Linked DNA regions of Mus musculus: region 2 is linked to region 1. A link is a contact called in public promoter capture Hi-C data. All regions are on one chromosome and are shown on one strand. The core of a region is the stretch at or near the end of the contact, and the rest is flanking DNA. Distances in the headings are between cores, read along the strand shown. Region 1 has its middle 19 kb from the start of Kansl1. Region 2 overlaps Myl4 (myosin, light polypeptide 4).

What was found. Capture Hi-C pulls out chosen DNA fragments and counts their contacts.
Region 2: a contact with region 1 is called in a promoter capture Hi-C map of liver. The contact joins two enhancer-like sites. A contact is called at or near these places in 2 of 484 Hi-C or Micro-C datasets (Th1 cells and monocyte-dendritic cell progenitors) and 3 of 9 other capture datasets (adipose tissue, liver and pancreatic islet).

What each region holds. Positions count from the first base shown.
Region 1 is chr11:104,459,932-104,462,882 of GRCm38.p6, forward strand. It overlaps a transcript of Kansl1 not described here. Among named protein-coding and RNA genes, the nearest start is that of Kansl1, 19 kb to the left of the region's middle. Within about 2 kb of position 1,555, at least 2 of the 459 cell types and tissues checked have an H3K27ac peak or open chromatin away from gene starts, as enhancers often do. A contact at or near this core is called in liver, where this site is marked.
Region 2 is chr11:104,580,107-104,583,057 of GRCm38.p6, forward strand. It overlaps Myl4 (myosin, light polypeptide 4), which reads left to right. Exons shown (of 7, transcript NM_001355755.1): 2 at 296-323. Among named protein-coding and RNA genes, the nearest start is that of Myl4, 4.3 kb to the left of the region's middle. Within about 2 kb of position 1,520, at least 93 of the 459 cell types and tissues checked have an H3K27ac peak or open chromatin away from gene starts, as enhancers often do. A contact at or near this core is called in liver, where this site is marked.

The DNA of each region.
Region 1 (2,951 bases), core at 305-2,804:
AAGCAATGAATCTAAATCTCTTCACTTTAGGCAGACTCTTAAGATAATGGCTAAAAGCAGCCATTCTTTACCAAAATACCACAAAACAGTCTTTACATCACATACTGATCTTGGGCCAGATCTGCACAAATAAAATCATGGTCAGGCCTATCACAGCAATACTCCAGTCCCTGGTACCAACTTCTGTCTTAGTCAATGTTCTATTACTGTGAAGAAATATCATGACTAAGACAACTCTTATAAGGACAACATTTAATTGGGACTGGCTTATATGTTATCATCAAGGCAGTAGCATGGCACCATCCAGGCAGGCATGGTGCAGGAGGAGCTGAGAGTTCTACATTTTCATCTGAAGGCCAATAGTTCTCCTATCTTCTGGGCAGCTAGGATAAGCTTAAAGCCCATGCCCACAGTCACACACCTACTCCAACAAGGCTATACCACCTAATAGTGCCACTCCCTGGGCCAAGAATATACAAACCATCACATATGTATAAGAAATACATATTCTTCTATTTCATACTTAGAATCTTTTATGTAGCTGTAGAATTCTCAAGCTCTGGAATCCTGAAATTCTCAAGGCATTAAAAAAATCCTCAAAAAAGCAAACATGAAGATGAACAGCTGTAATCCCAGCACTTGGGGGAGGGGGGAGGGGACGGTGCCACAAGCAAAATCATCAAGCCCTACCTCGTTTATTCAGAGTTCTAGGCAGTCCAAGACCACATAGTATAAAATTGTCTCAAGAAAAAAAAAATCAAACAATATTCAAGAGATAGACGTCTCAGCAGTTAAGAAGTTGTGCTTATGCTTGCAGGGGATGCAGCATCCACACGGTACCCCACAACTATCTGTAACTCTAGTTTCTGAGGATCCAACACCTTCTGCTGACCTCTGGGGCACTCAGTATGGTGGTCATATACTTACAAGCAAGCAAAAGATTCATACTCAAGAAAAATAAACACACCTAAAATATTGCTTTAATCGTCAAAAAAAAAATTTTTTTTCAGCAAGGCCTGTTAGCTCATGCCTTCAATTTCAAGCACTCAGAAGGTAGAGACAGGTAGATTTCTGTGAGTTCCAGAATAGCCAAAGCTACGAAGTAAAACTGTATCTCTAATTAATTAATTAATTAATTAATTTCAGCAGGGAGTGGTAGAGCATGCCTTTAATCTCAGGACTTGGAAGGCAAACGCAAACACATCTCTGTGAGTTCAAGGCCAGTATGGTCAATATAGTGTGGAGGGATGGCTAATCAATCAGTTAACAGTGTTTGCTGCTTTTCCAAAGGACTAAAGTTCAGTTCTAAGCACCTTCTTCAAATGGCTTACCACCACCTATTCAATTTCAGCACAGTCAATGCCCTCTTCTGCTCTCCTTGGACACTGCACACATATGACATACATAAATAAAAATAAATCTTTAAAAGTAAATAAATATCCCTGTATTCAATTCACAGCACCAAAGGTCTACAACAATACAGTAGTTCTGCAGCCTGAGTGTTTTCACTACCCATGTATTCAAGACATTAAAAATACTTACTCTTGCCAGGTTGTAGTGGCACACACCTTTAGACCAGCACTGGGGAGGCAGAGACACACTAATTTGAGTTTAAGGCCAGCCTATGACAGTTCATTTGGCAATTTAATAAATGAAATCATTAACTTTGCATACCTTTGATTAGTTATCAAAATAAAAATGCTTTTCATGTGTTTATATTTTCTTTTTTGTGAACTTTCATTATGTTCTTTGTCAATAAAGCTTTTTTCTCTTGAGAAAAATCAATTGGGATAAAGCCACATAAGCAACTTTGGCTCCCCCTGCTGGTCAAATATAGCCATAATCAAGAGGTAGATAGACTGGACACAACTATTGCTACAAACAACATATACACAGATAAGGGAAAGCTGTTTCTAAACTTATACTTAACATGTTCTAGAAAAAAGAAGGGAAAAAAATCACTCCTTACTATGAAAGAACAAATTTAGCAGTTCCCTACTAAATACATTGATTGGCTGGTACATTTCAGGTCCACATTATTAATGTCTCTCTATTTTAATAATATGAAACCATTCTGGTTACCTTTTGAAATTGACTGAATTGTCATCAAAAGCAAGTATATAAGGAGAAGTTAAGATATAACTCAACGATGGAGTGTATGCCAGCATAGTAAGGTCATAGGTTCAATAGGGGAGAAAAATATAAAGGAGAGGGGTGGAGTGCTTCCCTAATACAAATTAGGTCCTTGGTTTGGTCCTCAACACCACAAGAATGTAACTATAACTACTGCCTACCCTCATTCCAAACCTGCTTACACTTATCAAACCAGACTCTGTTTATTTTCAAAGAGTAAGACTAAGACTGGCAAATAGATATAACAATTCTGCTTTTCCACTGATCCTTTCCTAAAGATGCAGATTTCATTGTGTTTTGGGAGACTGAAGTGAGAGGATCACCACAAATTAAGGGACCAGATGAGCTACAGCGTGAAATCAAGCCAACATTGGGCTACAGAGTAAGACTGTCTCAAAAACTATAAAGAGTTAAGTTCTAAGTCTGGCAATGTCCTTAGGCAATCCATTTTAAACACATTCCAAATACTAAATATAAGAAATGAAAATTTTAAAAATAAAAATAAGATAAGATAAAATAACAAGAAACAGCTTTTGATCCCAGAAAACTTAGGAGATTCACAAAGTGCAAGAGAAGCGAACTAGTGGCCACTCAATATTAGATGTCCTAGGCTTGAACACCCAGAGCAAGCACTACAGGCAACACACACACTGAGGACCAGAGGTCCACAGGATACATCCAGTGGTACTTTCTGTTGCTGTTAATATTATGGTGATAACTGTTACTAAGAAATAGAAGACAGGGCTGGTGAGATGGCTCAGTGGATAAAGAGCACTGACTGTTCTTCCAACCGTCCTGAGTTCAAATCCCAGCAACTA
Region 2 (2,951 bases), core at 270-2,769, 120 kb after region 1:
AAACTGGAGGTATAGATAGATGGTTGTGAGCTGCTATGTAGATGCTAGAAACTGGGCTTGGCTTCTCTTCAAGAGCAACAAATGAACTTAAGCGCTGAGCCACTGGAGTTGATAGAGCTTTGAAGGCTACATTGTTTCATAGGCAGCCAACCCGGCTCCTTCATCAGTAGACTGGTTTATGCTCAGCCCTGCGTCCTCCTCTGTTGCTAAGTGACCAGCTGGAGGAAGTGTCCAGCCTTCCCTTTGGAAGCTGTTAGCAGTCCCTGCCCTCACTCCTGTGTTTCTCTCCCTACAGATAGACTTCAGTGCTGACCAGATCGAAGGTGAGTGTGAACCACCGCACGCTCTGTTGCATTTTCCAGAGAAGGAGTAAGTGGCCCTTTTGACCATAGAAATGATTATCATCTCACCAGGCCTGTTAGGCACAGTCCTGGGCACTTTATATGGACAGAGTCACGTTATTCTTCAAACAGCCCACTGAGGTATAGTAGCTGTTACTGCTCCCATGTAGCAGGTGGCAAACCGAGGCTCAGAGGAGTTAGGTGCCCATCCTCACAGGGCCTGCAGTGGGGGATCCAGAGATTCAGGTATCTGGTTCTAGACCCTTATTCCAGTTGCACTTTCAGAGTGCTTGAGATACAGATGGTGCTCAGCAAATGCTGATTCCTCTACCACCCCATCCTGCCACCAATCTGGAAAGCCATCTGGAAAGCCATCTCTCTGTTCCTGATACAGGAAACCCTCTATAGCTTATGAGCACTCACACCTTCATGATGAAGTAAGTCTGCGACAAGTCCATCCGTCCTCGTGGTAGGGCCAGTGGTGGCTTGCAAGCACACTAGTTCTTCTGTGGTCTCCACCACCAACTCTTCTCGTTTTCTTTTTTTTTCTTTTTTTTTTTTAAAGATTTATTTATTCGTTATATGTAAGTACACTGTAGCTGTCTTCAGACACTCGAGAAGAGAGAGTCAGATCTCATTATGGATGGTTGTGAGCCATCATGTGGTTGCTGAGATTTGAACTCAGTACCTTTGGAAGAGCAGTCAGTGCTCTTAACCGCTAAGCCATCTCTCCAGCCCCCTCTTCTCATTTTCAATTGAGACAATTTCCCAATCTTATATAAAGTGTCAGTAGATGCAACTTTAGGATAAATCTCAAGGGCTGGAAGGATGGCTCAGTGGTTAGCAGTAGTGTACTGTTTTTGCAGAGGATCTGAGCTCAGTTCCCAGCAACCATGTCAGTTCACAACCACCTGTAACTTCAGCTCCTGTGCTCTCCACGCCCCCCCTCCCATGTACACATAATTAAAAATAAAATAAATCTTAAAAAAGAGAAATCTCAGGACTCTCACACATGGATGTACTTAAATAATCAGAGAGACTTTGATGTTGTTTCCATTTGGGAGACATTGACATGTGGTCTTCCTGGCCCTGGGTGAAAGGATGCCTGCGTTTACATTGTAAGATTACAGTGGCAATTGTCGGTTTCCTCTCTAAGAAGGTGTATCCGTTACACAGAGCGTGTGAACCGGCACATCGGTTTTGAAGCTGGTTTCTGTTTCTGTCGTACGTGGAGACTCACTGTCAGGCAATCGTGGTTGCTGCCATGAATTTATTTCTTAGAGCTTTCTAGTTAAACCCGTGCATCTGTATCGATGCCAAATCCACAGCACGAGCGAGGACTGGAAAACTCAGTTAATAATCAGATTCCTACATTTCCTAAGGGGATCACAGCGAGAACTGGCCAGTCCAGCCGGCTGAGTCCTATTCTCCCTGGAGGGTTTCAGGCAGGGCTTTTAAGCTGTTTGTAACCATTCATGGTGGGACTTTGGAGCCGTTTCTCTTTATGTTGGATTAGGATGGTTTCTTCTTTAATCTTCATCCCCAGTGTCTCATTTGCCTATTGGTGAAGCTGTGGCTGCTGGTGAGTGTTTTTTTTTTTTTTTTTTCCTTAAGACAGGGTCTTAAATAACCCAGCCTGGCCCAAAACTCACTTTTTAGCTGAGGCTGGCTTCAAACTTCTGACCCTCCTGCCTCCATTCCTGAGAGCTGGGATTGTAAGTACGCACTAGCACTACCGTGTCTGGTTTATGTGGTGTTGGGGACTGACCCAGGACTTCACCCTGCTGACTGAGCCACACCCTCAGCCCCAGCCAATGCTTTTCTTCTGTTACAATGGGAAGAAGGTGTTTTGGGACTCAGGAGACTTACTGTCACCAGTTCTTCCACTATGAGCCTTCAAGAAGTGGTTCAATCTCTTCTCCTTCCTCTTCCTCTTCCTTCTCCTCCTTCCAGGCACATTTTATTTACATGTGGATGCTTGTGCACTCAGGGAGACCAGAAGCTGACACCAGAGCTCTTAGAGCTGGATTTACAGGCTTTTTTTGAGCTGCCTGATGTGGGTGTTGGGATCTGAAATCTGGTTGATTGAGAGATAGAGCAGGAAGCGCTAACCATCGGGCCATATCTCCAGCCCAGAAGTGACTTCTTTAAATCTTAATTTTCTCATCTTCAAAGTGAGGGTATTTGGTTCAGTTCAGTTCAGAGATTTGTGACTATTTGGCACCTTGTCCACGTCCACCCTCTGTCTGCCCGGAGCCGGTTACCACATTCTTCTAAGCTTTGCAGTCTCTGGGTGACATGGCTCCAAGTTCCTTACACCTCCCCCCCCATAGGAACTAGCTTTCGACAATTGACTCCTCGGAGCCCTCACAGATTTGCATATTCCTCCACCATGGGGCTTTTTGTGTTAGAAGCAGCTGCAGTCCGTTGTCAGTTGTGGTTTGTGGTTGTGCACTTCTTTGTGGACAGCAAGAGGTAAGTAACTACAGTGTCACTGCCTGTTCATATTATTCTAATAAATTAATTGAACCTAAATTGATGGAGAATCAGCCAGATGTGGTGGCGAGCGTCTGTAATCCCGGCATTTGGGATTTGAGGTAGAGGCAGGAG